2 separate regions of the Callithrix jacchus genome follow, and region 2 is linked to region 1. Evidence: chromatin contacts called from public Hi-C data. All regions are on one chromosome and are shown on one strand. The core of a region is the stretch at or near the end of the contact, and the rest is flanking DNA. Distances in the headings are between cores, read along the strand shown. Region 1 has its middle 20 kb from the start of CCDC90B. Region 2 holds the start of ANKRD42 (ankyrin repeat domain 42).

Region 1 (2,806 bases), core at 52-2,551:
GACTCTTGCCAAGTTCTTACCTACTCTTGCCTAGCCTATTGTGTCACCAAAGCAGTATGGATAGGTTAGCATCTATACTGTGGCTATACACATGGTGAAAGTAGCTAATCCTTTTGGAGCCTTCTTACCATAGAAAATGCCCAAAAGGTATATTATGCTCAGAAACTCCGTATGAATGAAATATTTTCAACATATTAAAAAATTTGGATTAAGGCCAACTGAGATTTATGAGTCTCATTTATTCCACAGGCATTTAACAAGTACCTCATATGTGTCTAGAGGCCTTCTGAGAACTTGTAGTTTAGTGTAGGAAAAAGATATATACAATTGCTGTTTCATAGTGAGGTGCAAGTGCTAGAGTAGACGTATAGTTTTGCGGCATATAGAAACACCATCCTCTCATCCATCTTTATTTCATATATTGCCATCTAAACAAAAATAAAAAAAATATACAACCAGTGTCCAACCTGAGTACTATTTCTCATGAGATGGACAATCTACTGAGTCATAGGAACAAAATAACTTAAATCTCTTCAATATCCTTTCCACTTGTTTTTTTTTTGTTTCATTAACCTAATGTGTCAATAATATATGTATATTATTTATAAATAAATATACTTATGAACCCCATCAAAATGAATTTTCATGGAAAGGGTATAGGATCTAAAAGTAATGGGGACAGGGTATGGTATGCATATTTCTATTCTTCTGTTACTGGATACAAAGCACTTTGTTTGGTAAACCCCTATGATGACAAAGAACACAGATCTATTTAATATTTCGTCGCTGTATAACCTGGGAATATGCATTTTTATTTGTTGGGACTTGAGAAGGTCCAATAAATGGCATATCTCTTTTCCATCTTGGTTGTGAATATAACTAAGATGAAGAATGTAAGCTAATATAGAGGCCTAAACAACCCCTTTGTTTACTGATAAAACTACTGGAGAATTGGTTTTAGGAGTCAGAGTCTCATGTGTTGCGCAGGCTGGAGTGCAGTGACTATTTATAGATATGAACATGGTACACTTTGGCCTTGACGAACTCTTTGGCTCAAGCAATCCTGCTGTCTCAGTCTCTCAAGTAGCTAGGACTATAGATGTGTGCCACTGTACCCAGCAAGAGAAAATGGGTTTTATCTTCAGGCCAGTAAGCTTTCTATCACTGAACTCTAGAATTGGACAGACTGACCCTGTCTCAAGCATTGCTTTGCTAGGCCAGGCCTCACCCTGCAGAGGCAGAGCCTTATCCCATAGAAGCAGAACAGAATGAATGTCTCTGCAGATAGACTGCTCCCAAACAGGAGTAGGGAGGAAGTGGGTTAATTGTGCCTTGTTTCTCCTTTCAAATTTGCAGTTGGGCAAGTCACTTTACCTAGGGCAGAGTGGATAAGGGGATGAAGAGTGACGACAATGTTATGCTACTGGAGCTTTCTTCACATGGAGGAAAGACGCATTCCCTCTTAATATTTTAGGAAAAAAAAATATGTGTGTATATATATATATATATATATGTGTGTGTATATATATGTATGTATGTGTATATATATATATATGTGTATATATATATATACGTATATATATATATTAAGATGGAATCTTGCTCTGTTGCCTAGGCTGGAGTGCAGTGGCGTGATCTTGGCTCACTGCAACCTCCGCCTTCCAGGTTTAAGTGATTCTACTGCCTCAGCCTCCCAAGTAGCTGGGGCTACAGGTACATGCTACCATGCCTGGCTAATTTTTTGTATTTTTAGTAGAGATGGGGTTTCACCATGTTAGCCAGGATGGTCTCGAGTTCCTGACCTCGTGGTTTGCCCCCTTTGCAAAATGCTGGGATTACAGGTGTGAGCCACTGCGCCTGGCTAGAATATTTTAAATTATAACAAAACAATAATTTGTTTTCTTGTTTAACATCTCTCTTCTTCACTAACATTGTCAATTCCATGAGAATGAAACCATGTTCATCTCTGTGCACATAGAGACTAGCATGTTGTTTGGCATATAGAAGGCAGTCATATTGGTTAACTGAACAAATGCAGTGTAGTTTGTTACAGTGGACTTTAACTTTTATGGCCACTTATTAATTAACCCAGTGAAAATTCATCTACAATGTGCTAAGGACTCTCTTAGGCAATATGATTGTGAGATAAAAATGAATCAGAATGCAACAGGATAATGTCAAAAGAGTTTTTCTTTTGAAAACAAACCAGCAGTTAGATTCTTGAGGAAAATACAGTTGGAAAGTCTCTGACTGTCACTCCCTGGACCATGTGGACCAATCTCTTGACTGCTCTATACTGCAGATTCCCTGTTTATAGCTAAACAAATGACAAGGCTATTTTGAATAACTAATTGTCAAACTTTTATAGCTATCACCAAGGCATTACGAAATCAAAATGTTTATGTTCTGGTCTTGGATTCTTGATCTGGATAAAGCTGAAGAACTAAGATGAAAAGAACATTTTAAATTTCTTTGAAATTACATATGATTTTCTAATAGATATTACTTTATAAGAAAATAAAAGGCAGACCTAATAACAAAACAAAATAAGAATTTAACTTGCCCTATGAGTTTCTTGAAAGTAGGTATTAGATATCAATAAATGTTTGAATTTAAATTATTAAGAAAAGCTTTGTTTTATATAATAAAGATGAGTTAAACTAGTTAAAGCAGGGATAAACTTTTTGTGTATCAGAAATTTTAAAAATACATGTAATAATTAGAGCTCAATATTTAGCAACTCTACGGATTTCATATTAAGTGCTGTATATTTGCACTAAAGTACACATTCATTCATTCATTCATT
Region 2 (2,925 bases), core at 239-2,738, 88 kb before region 1:
CCATTTCTAAAGTGAGGGGATTAGGATGACTAATCCCAAATTCACTTCCAACAGTGAAAAACTATCTTCAGCCTATTTGTTCACCTGCCTGACAATCAATTGATCAACCCACCCACTCACCCACACAACAGTTACTAAGCCCTTCTCTTAAATGAAGTATTTTAGATGTCAGAAATGTCAAGATGATAAGATAGAGTCCTTACCTTCCAGAAGCTCAGGGTCCTTGAGGGGTGAGAAAAAAATTGTTAAACAGATAATTATAATAAAATGTGATAAGTGATCTAATAAAAGGTTGTGGGAATTCAGAGACTTGGAGGAAATCCTGCAGCAAAATCCAAAACCTAGGTTGGAATCTTAAGTCAGGTATTTACTACTTACTAGCAGTGTATCCTAAAGCAATTAACTTTTTTGTTCCTTATTTCTCTCTCTGTAAAGAGGAAGAGGAATACTTATTCTGGCACGTTATAATAAGAACTGAGTCAAACTCATTCATGTTGGTGTGAGCACTTGGTACAGTGCCAGGCTGATCGCATGAGCTCAATAAACAGAAATCAGTAATATTACAAAAGATGATGGAAGTCAAAGACAATTTACTGTACCTCAAGAGAGTAGAGGTAGCATCATGAGAATTTCCCAAACGAGTTCACAGAACAAAACTGGGGGAAAGGCAGCGTAGTTTCCTGGTAAAAGGAACAGTACATGACAAGGCAGAGAGATATGATCAAGCATGGTATGTTTCCAGGACCAGTTCATTATTCCTGAAGGGAGAAGGCAATAGGGTGGAAAAACTGGGCTGAGAGAGGAATCCAAGTTGGTGATGCCCCTGGAGAGCAGAGAATTCTTACTAATTTCTGTATTTTCAGATGCTAGCACAAAACGTGACCCATACGTTTGCAATAAATAGTGAAAGAATTCATTCCTGTTGTTAAGCAACAGGGTTGAAGAGAAATATTCGAGCAGTAAACACGATACAGTGAAAGGAATCTCGGATTTGGAGTCAGGAGACCTAACGCAGTCTTTTGACTAATGACCTATGTTTTTATATTGGTTTTACAACTTACCTGCTGCCTGGCCTTAACAAAGTACCGATATATAGAGTCTCAAAATATGGGTAACACCTAACAAGCGATTATTAAAGTTTGGCGCTAGTACTCAATAAAAACAGCGGTTGCAGCTGCTAAATTCTCTTTTAGGTCTTTTTCCATACTTGCGAAATGACAGGGTAACATATTTCCTTCCAACCACCACTGAAAAAGTATACTAGGTTTGCTAAAAGACAAAAAGGCCCCGCCCGACCCGCGCCACACAGGTCACCTACGCAGACTGCAGTCCTGGGGCCTCCACTTGTGTCGCTGAGCGATGGAGGGCGCGATCGATGACAGGCCACTCCAGAGACGGACCTAGATAGGCTCGGGTGAGACCGAGCCGAATTTCACCAAAAACCGGTTCATACCAGCACCCCATTTGTCGGGACTAAAAGATGTTAAAAATCTGGAGGAAAGGAAACCGGAAGTGACGTAACGCGAGGAACAGGAAATGACCTCAGCACTTCGGAAGTTTACTCGTTTCCCAGGCGACGACCCTGCAGCTTCTCCAGCCAAGTGGCTGGAGTCGGGAGGCTGGAAAGCGATTCGGAGAAGGTACCAGCTCAAGGCGGCCGCCACCACAGCGACTCGAGGGGAGTAGCAGACGAAGACGGCGGCCGTCGCACTAGCCACCCCGTGTGGAGGATAAGCAGCCGACAAGGCCATTTCGGCACCGAGTCAAGGGAAAGAGTTAGCGACGATCGGGAGAGAAAACCTGAAGAGGGCGACCGCCGCTCCAGGGTCGCTACGGGAAGCCTAAGTGGAGACGCCGGTTTCTCCCGCAGCGACTTGAGAAGCGTCTGTGAAGACCTCGGCCACCGCCGCAGCGTCTCTCGGGAGGGAGTTAGGGGAGATAGTGGCCACAGTCACAGCAGCTCTTTGGAGAGGGTTAAGGTAGACCGCAGCTTCTGCAGCAGCGACGTGAATTTTAGTGAAGTTGGAGGCCACCAAACTAGCGGCTCCAGGGCAACAGCCAGAGAATACCGTGGCCTCCGCCTCAGTGGTACTTGGGAGGGAGTCAGTGACGGCCGGGACCCGCGATCTAGTGACTCTGGGGAGACAGTTAGTGACGATCGCAGTCGACGCCTCAGTGGCTCTTGGGAGGGAGGGAGTGTCGATGACGGCCCCAGCCTTAGTAGTTCTTGGGAGGGTGTAAGTGAAGACTGCGGCTATATAGCCAGCGACTCCTCCGGTGTGAGCGGCAGTGAAGACGCCAGCCGCCGCCTCGGTGGCTTTTGGGAGAGAGAAGGTGAAGACGAAGGTTTCCGCTGCAGCTCCTGGGAGAGAGCGAGAGAAGGCTGTGAGCCCCGTCCTAGCGACAACGAAGAGAGCCGCTGCCGCTGCCGCTGCCGTGGCTCGTGGGTGAGAGCAAGTGAAGGCCTCCGCAGCAGCAGGGGACTGGACACAACTCCCCAGAGTCGGAGGTGTTGCACCATGCCCGGGGTGGCCAATTCAGGCCCCTCCACTTCCTCTAGGGAGACTGCAGACCCCTGTGAGTCAGACTGTTTCACTGCCCTCGTCTCTGCCACTGATTCCTTTTCTCACTTCAGCCCGCAACAACCTTAGCCCTTTCTGGCATTTCCTTTTATTAGTGGTCACTCCCCCTTTCCCTTTTTAATCTGTTTTCAGGGTGAACCAAAGCTGTTCACCTCTCCCTCATTCTATCTCTTTTCAGCTTTCTTTCCTTTTTTTCCATCTGCACCATTCCTCCGAGTCTTCTTGCCCAGGTTGACATCAACTCTTGTTCACTCTTATGGACACTTTTAAGTTCTTCGTTGACTTCCTTGCAGCATTTGACCCTGTAGAGATGACAAATTAGACTTACTTAGTTTTTTTCTTT

What was found. Hi-C and Micro-C count contacts between places; a contact is called where the count stands out from the background.
Region 2: a Hi-C map of skeletal muscle shows a contact between it and region 1, with 2.8 times the contacts expected there. The contact joins the promoter of ANKRD42 here to the enhancer-like site in region 1. A contact is called at or near these places in 2 of 3 Hi-C or Micro-C datasets (both in skeletal muscle).

Annotation. Positions count from the first base shown.
Region 1 is chr10:57,108,121-57,110,926 of calJac240_pri, reverse strand. No RefSeq gene overlaps it. Among named protein-coding and RNA genes, the nearest start is that of CCDC90B, 20 kb to the right of the region's middle. Within about 2 kb of position 1,301, at least 1 of the 16 cell types and tissues checked has an H3K27ac peak or open chromatin away from gene starts, as enhancers often do. A contact at or near this core is called in skeletal muscle, where this site is marked.
Region 2 is chr10:57,196,231-57,199,155 of calJac240_pri, reverse strand. ANKRD42 (ankyrin repeat domain 42) reads left to right here and starts at 1,488. Exons shown (of 12, transcript XM_035264380.3): 1 at 1,488-2,577. The coding sequence starts at 1,488. It overlaps LOC144578090 (a long non-coding RNA gene), which reads right to left and starts at 714. Exons shown (of 3, transcript XR_013523198.1): 1 at 600-714; 2 at 204-222.